Regions from separate parts of the Zea mays genome. Here all the other regions are linked to region 1. A link is a contact called in public Hi-C data. All regions are on one chromosome and are shown on one strand. Each heading gives the region's core, a stretch centred on a gene start, on an enhancer-like site or on the middle of the called end of the contact. The rest is flanking DNA. Distances are from core to core; before and after follow the strand shown.

Region 1 (3,430 bases), core at 335-2,834:
TGATATATATAGGACCAAGCAAAGAAACACTATGCCTTGTAAGTTTCAGAAGAAGAAAACAAAACATTATGCCTTGTGGTGTGTGACCGAACTTGGCTTGGCTGGGTTCTTCACGGCTCATTTTGTTTTATTTGTAGAATTTGCTCCTTTCCGTTCTCTGTAAAAATCTTATGACCTGTTTATAAAAATTATCGATCAAACGGCCTCGTGGTTTTGCCTGTGATTGTGACGCAGACGATATGAGAGTGAGTAACCGGTTGAATCAGCTGGCAGTGGCAGTTAGGCGTAGATATCGAGTCAGCTCGGCTCGGCTCGACCGAGCTTGAGCTGGCTTGTTAACCAACCGTTTGGTTGAGGAGCGGGGGAGAATAGAGTGGTTTCATTCCAATTTTCTGAGCGTTTGGTTTCCAACAAAATAAGAGTGGAACGGCTATCAGATCTTCATATAGAAATTTACTATAAGTAGTTGAAATACTCTCGCTCCAAAAAACGGCCGAATGTGAGCGCTCTCTCGGACGTGAGTGCTCTCCCTCCTCTCCTCCCCTCTACACTCATACGACTCTCAAACCAAACAAAGAATGAAACGGCTCCGCTCTATTCTACTCTTCAACCAAACAAAAAATATAGCGGCTCTGCTCTTCTTGCCAAACACAGAATAGAACGGCTACATTCTCAAATACTGGTATGGAGCCACTCTATTCTATTTGACTCTCCAACCAAATGTATCCTAAGAGAACAAGCTGGCTCGGCTCGACTCGTTAAGAAACCGAGCCAGAGAACCAGCTCAGCTCGTTTGCGAGCTCGAGCTAGCCCGTTTAGCTCGCGAGCCCAACAAAAAATAGTATACAGGTATATATACAACAATATAATCAATTGCTAGTTAATTTCATACTAATTTAATACTAGAAAAGGCTAACAATACTCATATTTTATATATCACATCAGTTAAACCCTAAACTAACATAGTTCATCACTTATTAATTCATCCAATACAAGTATAGACTTTGTTTTACAGATAAATACTAGCTCATTCGAGCTAACGAGCTGGCACGAGCTCGTGTCAAGCTGGCTCGTTAACGAACCGAGCTGAGATGTTAGCTTAGCTCGTAATAAAATTGAAACGAGCCGAGTCGAGCTGAGCCGAACTAACCACGAGTCTGAGCGAGCTCACGAGTCACGAGTATTTTGTCCGATTTTAGACGGTGGCAGCATCTAAGCCTATCAAATAAAGCCACGTAGCCCTACAGTATTTCATGAATCCTACCATGTTTTTTTGATGTTATGATGAATAGCATTTCCTATCTGCTAATCGGCACTTTCCCTGCTGGGTGCTAGCTTGTCTGTCATCCATGCATGGATTCAATCACAGCATCATTCGGTCACTGCTCACCAGTCATCAGTCACTACTTCATCACCACCCAGGCCCCAGCAGGGGAGGAGGAGGGGCAGCGGCAATCCACCCTGCCTCTGCCTGCCACACGGAAAGGCCTGGCCCAGACCAATGCGCCCGTTTTCACTCTAGTGTAGTGTTGCCACGGCCGGAAGAGGAACCGCTGTCGGCCTGCTCCACCTCCACGGCTCCACCTGTCTGCTCTCTGTCTGTCCCGCGTCCTCCTCCGCAGCACGACGACCGCATCGCGTTCTACGTTCTCCGCCCTCTCCGCTCCCCCTACTCTGCTTGGTTTCCCAGAAGATTTGATTGGTTTCCCCAAATCCGGTGACTCCATTCCTGTTGTTCTTCACGTCGACCCCGGGAACCTCCCAGAAGGCTCTAGCGACCCCGGCGGTATCGGCCTCTCCCTCTCCCTCTCCAAGATCCGTCCCTTCTTCCCCGTCGATTAGCGTCTGCCTCCTCCATTGCCGCTTGCATTTTTAATACCCGTCTCTTGGTGCATGTAGCTCTGAGTGCTGTGCTGCCGGCGGCGAGATCCAGGAGCTGCCTGCCATGGTGAAGGACAGCGCCTACTACGACGTCCTAGGGGTCAGCGTCGACGCGTCCTCCGCCGAGATCAAGAAGGCGTATTACATCAAGGTGACCCCCACCATCTCCTTACGCCTCGGCCGCGCCCCTCCTCGCTTGCATGTTGTGACGCGGATAGGTAGCTAGTGGACTCGCCTTTTTTTCTCAATTGCTTGGGTGCCTGTTTTCTTCAGGCGAAGCTGGTGCATCCGGACAAGAATCCCGGGAACCCTGACGCCGCACTCAAGTTCCAGGTAGGTTCTCCCTGTGGGATCCGTTATGTATAAGACCATTGACTGCCCTCGAATACCATGTGTCCATCGGAAGATAAAATTCTCTGAAACAAGCCAACATTGAGGCCTTTTGGCTACACAATTAAATCATCAATGTTCTAAAGGTTGCTTTGATTTTCTAGGGATACCATAGCTTTGCAGGGTGCCATCTTTTCTTAGTTTCCCATGTGACAGTGTTTGGTTATTAGTTTCCCATCACTGACGGTGCTTCATTTTCTGAATGTGATACGATATTGGTTTTTTACTAGTTTGAGTTTGATCTTTCTCCAATTGAAATACCTAAACTGTCGACTGGTATTGTGCATGCATAATCTTTGGGACGGATTGGTATGACCTCTGTATGTTCTGACTGCTACAAAATATTGAACTAAATCACTTGGTCTTAACAGGAACTTGGAGAGGCCTATCAAGTTCTTAGTGATCCTGGGAAAAAGGAGGCTTATGATAAGTATGGAAAGGAGGGTATTCCCCAGTAAGTCATGATTCATTTCTGATATTTGGTAAATATTAAGTATATATTTTCTGAAAAAAAGGCAGTCTGCTCATGATTATTCAGATTGAAGTGATTTATCTGCTTTGGGGCATAGAACATGATAGTGCTTAGGATGGATACATAGCATCACAGTGTGCGAGCTATAAAAGAATGCCTGTTTTAGGGAAAGCAGGCAACTGAATGTTGCTCATTGCTTCTATGCAAAAAAAGAGGATGTAAATTGCTTGTGCATTATTCTGTTAATCATTTTCTTACTTTCTTAGTTGTTTTACAACTCATTCAGGGATAACATGGTGGATCCTGCTGCTGTCTTTGGGATGATTTTTGGAAGTGACTATTTTGAAGATTACGTTGGCCAGCTTGCTCTAGCATCTATAGCCTCAGTAGAGGTTGATGAAAACTCAAACAGTCAAGAAGCAAGAGCAAAGGTTCAAGAAAAGATAAAAGTATGTTCTTTCCTGCTGTTTTTTCTGAATCAATTGCATGTGCGGTATTGTTCGATTTAGGATCCACATTGTCACTTATAAGTTGAACTTAATTAACTTTTCTATGGTTCAGGAGTTACAAAGAGAGAGAGAACAAAAGCTTACCCAGAGCCTGAAAGACCGACTTCAACCATATGTAGATGAGAGAAAGGATGAATTTGTGAGCTACGCAAGCACAGAAGCTAGGCGTTTATCTGAA
Region 2 (3,430 bases), core at 584-3,083, 360 kb before region 1:
TAGCTGCTCCAGCAACTACTATAGGAGGGACGCTTGACATCATAACAGCAGCTAAAAGCCATCCTTTAGAGAAAGCAACCGCAAACCCTCCAACAAATGTGGCAGTAAGCTGTATAAACTTCCCAACCTGGAATGGAAACGAATATTTGAGTTGACTATCCAGAACAGACATCAGATCACCACAATTTGCAATCACATATTCGCATATAAGGATAATTTATACTCCTTAATTCGAAACACAGAAGATAAGTTTAAATCATTAGATACAAACACGCTGCCTATGTGCTTCGTCGCTTTAGTAAAGTTAATATGAACCAGCATCACAATGCACAAGCTGACAATGATGTGTTTACAGTTACATGGGTCAACCTTTTCGCCAATTGCATCCTGGATAAGTATTGTATCTCCGGACATACTCTCAACCAATTGTCCAGTGGTCATTTCCTTGTCAAAAAATGCAATGTCTTGTCTCAATAGAGCTTTAAGATAGAGACCTCGTATGCGAGCTGCTTGTCTTTCTCCAGTGATCATCCAACATGCAACCTCTATTAAAACAATAAAAAACACTAACACCTTAGTGCTAATCTATAACTGGCAGTGCCTCAAAACAATGAAAAAGAGTAACACCTTAGATGCCTCTGGCAGTATCTATGCTGCAGAAAATAGTGGATCTAAGTAGCCTATTACAAACCTGGTTAATGTTTCTCCTTTCTGAAAGAAGATAAAGTTACTACGGGATTTCTTGGTTTCAGTTATAGGCTTATGGCAATATGAATAACATACCATCACGTGAATAGACTTTCACGAAGTAAAATTGGTTCCCATTCCTATAATTTTTCGTATACATGGTCACATGGGCTAGGTGCAAAACCGTGCTTCATTCTTTTCCATTCTGAAGGTTAATAAGATTTAGTGGGTGACTGAAAAACTAATATTCATCACTATAAAGGCTGACTAAAGCATAAACAAACACAATAAACCACTGAGGATTGAGGAAATACTAGTACTCACGTAGGAAGCAAACAAACCATGACCCAATGGCCAAATAGAAGAACTTCAGGCACACCTGAAACAGCAGTGTAAAAGATTTTAGTCGAGGATGAATCCCATCTGTTTCCATCGCAGGAAGATGTTATCCAGCAAACAATGGGATCACAAGCAGTACAATGGATAACAGTCCTATTTTATTTACTAATTTACTTCACATGTTCGAAATGAACTATGGAGTGCCACGTGCTTAGTAGTAAGTAGTAACTAGCACTACCCGTGTGAAATGTGAATGTGTGATCAGAATACCAGATCACCCGAATAGTTGAGCATCTGAATAACTAATATTTCATCAGTATAAGATGCACCCCGGAGATCGAGATTTATCATCACTAACATTCATCAGTCCAACGAGGATCGAGATTCGATGCACACCCCGGAGACGCGGTGCAGTACGTCATGGCGGGACGCAGAGCCGAAGGCGTCGACGACCTCGCCGAAGACGAGCGTCATGAGCGGCTGCGCCACGCCGCTGGCGACAGCCCCCGCGGCCCCCACGGCCATGAGCGCCGCGTCCACGCCGTCCGCGAACCGGAACAGCCGGTGCAGACCCACCACTCCCTTCTCTTCCTCCTCCAGGGCTTCTGGTGCTGGTGAGGCCATCCCTCTCTCTCCTCGGCTCCGCGTGCTCGACGATACGGGCGTTGCATCGCTGGGGTAGAGCAAGGCGCGCTTTATAGCGGCGGGGGCCGGCCGCGGGAGTGCAGATTCCGGGGACTCTCGCACGCGGGGCGGGAGGAAGCAGAGGCGGGCAGGCGGCCACCGGATTTTGGAGCGTGTAGCGGGCTGCAACTGCAACTGCGATTTAAATTGCTAATCTGTACTACGTCTACGTCTCATATCTCTATGGAACAATTGGATCTATACCATTAAAAGATCCAAACTTTAGATATATACCATGGACCCCACATGTCATTGACTTATGTGGACCCACATGTAAGTGAGATAGTAATGGTATGGATCCAAAGTGGTGATCTTTTAATGGTATGGATCCAAATTTCCCTATCTCTATAGACATACACCTCAATTCCAAAATAAATCTCTATACCAGAGACGGACTCACCACTGCCTTTGCCGCTGGAGGGAGCACGCAAGTCTAAATATTTGATTCCAGCTGATAATCTCGCATATGGTTGTTAGCAGTTGATAATCTTATCTAGGTCTGTTCGGTTATTCCGGATTCAACATCCGAACAATTCTACTTGAAATGATAGTTTAATTTGTATTTAATTAATCATCTAGAATAGTTTCTAGTCTCGTTCCGATGTAACCGAACAGGCCCCTAGGTTATCTTTAATTCATGTGGCCGTCACTACTCTATACCATGTTGGAAAAAGTCAACTAATCTAAACTTTAACCATATATATAAAAAATAATATTTTTTATGTTAGTCACATTATATGTTTTTTATAATAAATATATAAGTCAACTAATCTAAACTTTCACCAAATATGTATAAAAAGTTTAATACTTTTATGTTAGTCACATTATATGTTTTTATAATAAATATATTTAGGGATATAAAATCAACAATATTTTCTATAAAACTAACCAAAATTAATATAAGTTGACTTCTAGAAATATAAAATGAACAATAAAGAAGGTATTTAGTATATATCTAATTTTTCTCTATCTACATCTCTACGGTCTAAAAAGACAATGTCTATTCAGTAGGATCAAACCCTTATCTGTCTATATCTCTACAACTTAGAAAAACAATATCTGTTCGGGAGAACCAAACCTCTTCTCTAATGGCTACATCGACAGGACCAAATTCCCACCCAACGTTGACTATTCGGCAGGACCAAATTCAACGGCGTTTCTAAAACACGGGGCCAAATCACTGCACAAAAAATCGCAATAAAAGATGATTCACGGAATCAATGCACATGAATAAAAGACAGTAAAAGATGAACTCGTCGCAAGTTTTGGTCATCTCTTTTCCCCCCCTTTTCAGCTGCGCAAGGAGTATGATAGCGCTTTGTTTTTAAGAACGAGGTGGTAAAATTGTAAAGTTAAAAAACAAGGAATAAAATCACAATTGCAACACTGAAGAGGGGTATAATCATAAATACTCCTTTTTTACCTCAGTGGTTACAAACAAGTAAGTTCATAGGCATGTTCACTATTGCGCTTTTCTTCTCTACTATATAAAGCATCAGGTTCCATAGCCGTCATTCCCACCTATAAACAGAAAAAACTAAAATTATGCACAAATAAGAACTTTGGTTGTTGGTTCCAAACCCACGTTCATACACATATTACACATGTATTTGTATTTTATATTTTTATACTCAAGAATAAATGAAAATCGTAACGACGTACAAACCTAGTTTTTTTTACTATGGAAACATATCTTATGTCTGTGGTCCAGCACCACCCG
Region 3 (3,430 bases), core at 452-2,951, 290 kb before region 1:
ATAGCCTAGCAGTCAGCATATCATCCAACAAACATCTCTACAAGCATCAAGCTGTGAGATACATGCAAACAATCATGCATATTTCAAATTTGCAATAAAAAAACATCTCAGGCATCAACTAAACAAAGTAGCACCATCTTTCCTCTAACAGTACAAACCATCCAAGTCATAATAATTCAAAGTCTGGAATCAGGTGCAACTCAAAAGACCAGACAAGAACTCAATTATCCCTCATGTTTGTGTTCACGACTCTTATTATCATTGAAAACTTCAGAAAGTAAAGGTACGTGCCATACATGTTCATCTAGTCTATTATCCAGCTGATAGTAAAGATACTACTACTACGACTCCAGTGACACTAACAAAACGGTTAACCCATTCTCATATAGGCCATAGCAGCAGATCAAAACTTCCGCGCAACGGACCACCAGATTACCTCTTGAGGTTGAACAAGACCACTGCGATGCCAGCCGTGGCAGCTGCTCCAGCAGCCGCGGCAGCCACCAGTGCGGGAGGCACCACGCCCTGATCCTTAGGCGTCCCGGCCCTGGCAGCAATAGAATCACATCCCTCTTCCACGCCCTTGCCCTCGGCAGTGGCGGAACCCTTCAGGGTCTCGATCTCCTCCTCGAGGGCGGCCTTCTCCTGGTACGCGGTCTGCAGCTGGTCCCCGAGCCGTGCACCCCTGCGCATCTCCTCCTCATGGCTAGCCTTCTCCGCGGCGAGGAGATCCTGGAGGCGCTCGACCTCGCTGCGGAGCGTGGCGGCCTCGCTCTCGTTGGTGGCAGCACCTTGCTCGGCGGCGGCGACCTCCTCGCGGGCCTGGGACACGAGAACCTCAAGGCGGCGGGACTCGGAGGACAGGAACTGGTTCTCGTGGCGCACGGCATCGAGCTTCTCCTCCAGGTCGCGCTTCGCCGCGCGGAGGGACTCGATCTCGTCCGCCGCGTCGTGGAGCTTGGGCGTGCCGTCCCCGCCGTTGGTGGAGAAGTCCGCGGCGGCGGCGGTGGGGGAGGCGAACGTATCCTCGCCGTTCTCCATCGGAAACCCTCCTCCTCAGTACTCACCCTCTCTCGCGGCGGCGCGGTGGATGCGGTGCGAGAATGGAAATGGGAATAGAAAAAAAGATAGAGAAGGTGTGGACTGTGGAGAGAGAGGTACCTTTGGGCCCACCTGTAGGCCAGCGAGATGCTGCAATATCAGATGGTAATGGGTACCAAAACCGGAACGTGTTTTACCCGATATATAAGCGGCTATAAGATAACTTTTATACCACAGGTACATTAGTAGACAACAATCTCTACCCATTAGGTAACGGATACAGGTGGATACTATCCATACTCGCATACCATGTATAGAATATATATGTATATTATTATTATTATTATTATCTAATAAAATCTATCTTAGTTAAAATAAAAACCTTCTTTGACTATTGTTTATTTACTATCAAGTTATATAATTATATGGTTTGTTATATTTTAAGATAAACTTATTTTTTATATTTATTTGATATTTTGAATAATCAAAATATTATAATTTGATATCTTCTTAGCGGGTACTAGGTTATCCGACGGATAAAATTACCCATACAAGTATGAGTATATGAGTATAGGTAGATTTTATACTCCGTGCGTATATGGATAACTAACCGACGACAGGTATGTACACATTGGCATCACGGCTCTCACCAAAGGAATAAGGGATGTCGATGTTCCGATCGGACGGCGTGGAGAAGGGACTTCAGATCGGATGGTTGAGATAAGACGTTGGGGTTCGGCGTTGCACACACGCGGAAAAGAAGAAGCTCGATTCGCTGTTTTCTGCCAGAGCACACCGTGGACGCCGTCCCCGCTCAAGTGAGGTTCGGAGCTCAGAGCCTTGCGATCTCTCGGCTGCGCGCGCGCAAGATGGTGAGATTGGCGCTGTGATTTCCATTTATTCTTGGTTGCGAGGATCTGTGGCCTTCTGTCTGTGTTTGAATCTTAGGGTTTAAGTTCTGTTTTAGTGGGAAGATCACGTATCTGATGGGCTGCGGTCTGCGATTCCCCTTTGTGATGAGTTGTTTGATTACTTACTCATCCTGATCCCTGTTCTTATGCTTAATGCCTCGCTCGGATTCATTCCCTACTGGTTTAGTTGTCTGAGAAAGCACAAGGAGACCTGCGCCCAATCTAGTTTAGCACTCTAGACTGAGCAGTTGATGTTTTGAATACCTTTGTCATTGTTCTGGTTCAAAGTCCAAACGATGAAAATTACTGAATAACGGGGAAAATTTAGTGGTTTTGCGAGCTTTAGAGATGAGCTGGAGTGTTGTTATTTGAAGCTGCTCATGCAAGCTTCCTGAGAGTAATTTTGAGGCTCGTGTTCCTTTCATACCTTGTCGTGTTGTGTGTGCCATGTTCATATCTGGTACTCTCTTCGTTCCAAATTATAAGATGTTTTGACTTTTTTTAGATACACTCTTTTTACTATGCATCTAGACATAGTGTATAGCAAAAGCTATCGATTAGAAAATACCAAAACATCTTATAATTTGGAACAGAGGCAGTATCATTCTGTTAGGGTTGGAGGATTCCTTCCATCTCTTCTGTCGTGTTTTGTGTGCCTTTATATCTTTTTTTTTCTAAAACGAGCAGTAGAACTTCGCATTAAATATATTAAGAAGATAGAAGAAACAACAATGGTCTAAAGAAGACCAGAGTATAGTGTAAAAAGCAAAAGAAAAAGGAAAACCCACCTTACGGTGGCCAGAAACAAAAATACACATAAACATTTTATAGAAGACAGCCAAAAGACGTCAACAACTGCCCCTAAACTAAGGCCAGATGGTGCACAAATCTTTGGCACCTGCCAGACACAACCTCTGAGCATCATCTTTGATGTTCTGTATAATTTGGTTGCCACTAGGAGCATCCCCTTCAAACACACATTTATTCCGCTGCTTCCAAAGCCACCATGCCACCAACATCACAAGGGAGTTAATCCCTTTGCACAGCACATGAGGGACCTTGCCCTCCAAATTAGCCCACCAATCTTGGAAAACCAAATCAGCCCTTGTGGCGGAGAAATGCCGCAGATTAACCATGGAGAAAATCCTAAACCACACTTCCCTAGAGAAGACACAAGAAATCAAAAGATGTTGCACTGATTCATCCTCTTGATCACAAAGGGGGAATTGAACTGGATGATCACAAATGTGTGCCTTTATATCTAATATCAGCCGTTCAGCATGTCTTCCTTTACCTTTGAAGGATTACTTCTCTGATATTTTGTGACAGTCTTCCATGTCATTTTTGACTCACAATTAGAAATTGTTAGAGTAAATCAGTATTAGTCGACTTCTTTTTTCTTAAATATTTTCATATTTCTGTTTAACTTGGTATTTTAAGGAAAGGAAAATATCTTAAATTCATTTGAATTTAGGCCA

Evidence for each region. Hi-C and Micro-C count contacts between places; a contact is called where the count stands out from the background.
Region 2: a contact with region 1 is called in a Hi-C map of tassel, with 3 times the contacts expected there. The contact joins the promoter of LOC103635287 here to the promoter of LOC100192576 in region 1. A contact is called at or near these places in 2 of 25 Hi-C or Micro-C datasets (ear and tassel).
Region 3: a Hi-C map of ear shows a contact between it and region 1, with 2.4 times the contacts expected there. The contact joins the promoter of LOC103635288 here to the promoter of LOC100192576 in region 1. A contact is called at or near these places in 4 of 25 Hi-C or Micro-C datasets (ear, endosperm, leaf and 1 more).

The regions. Positions count from the first base shown.
Region 1 is chr8:64,633,412-64,636,841 of Zm-B73-REFERENCE-NAM-5.0, reverse strand. It overlaps LOC100192576, which reads left to right and starts at 1,584. Exons shown (of 9, transcript NM_001137791.2): 1 at 1,584-2,032; 2 at 2,155-2,214; 3 at 2,643-2,725; 4 at 3,030-3,192; 5 at 3,305-3,430. The coding sequence starts at 1,946.
Region 2 is chr8:64,998,204-65,001,633 of Zm-B73-REFERENCE-NAM-5.0, reverse strand. LOC103635287 (ABC transporter B family member 11) reads right to left here and starts at 1,833. Exons shown (of 12, transcript XM_008657780.3): 1 at 1,423-1,833; 2 at 1,012-1,066; 3 at 370-545; 4 at 1-127. The coding sequence starts at 1,650.
Region 3 is chr8:64,921,130-64,924,559 of Zm-B73-REFERENCE-NAM-5.0, reverse strand. It overlaps LOC103635288 (programmed cell death protein 5), which reads left to right and starts at 1,701. Exons shown (of 7, transcript NM_001352153.1): 1 at 1,701-1,913. The coding sequence starts at 1,911. LOC100191935 (VIP1 protein) reads right to left here and starts at 1,071. Exons shown (of 1, transcript NM_001137359.1): 1 at 121-1,071. The coding sequence starts at 1,041. The coding sequence ends at 433.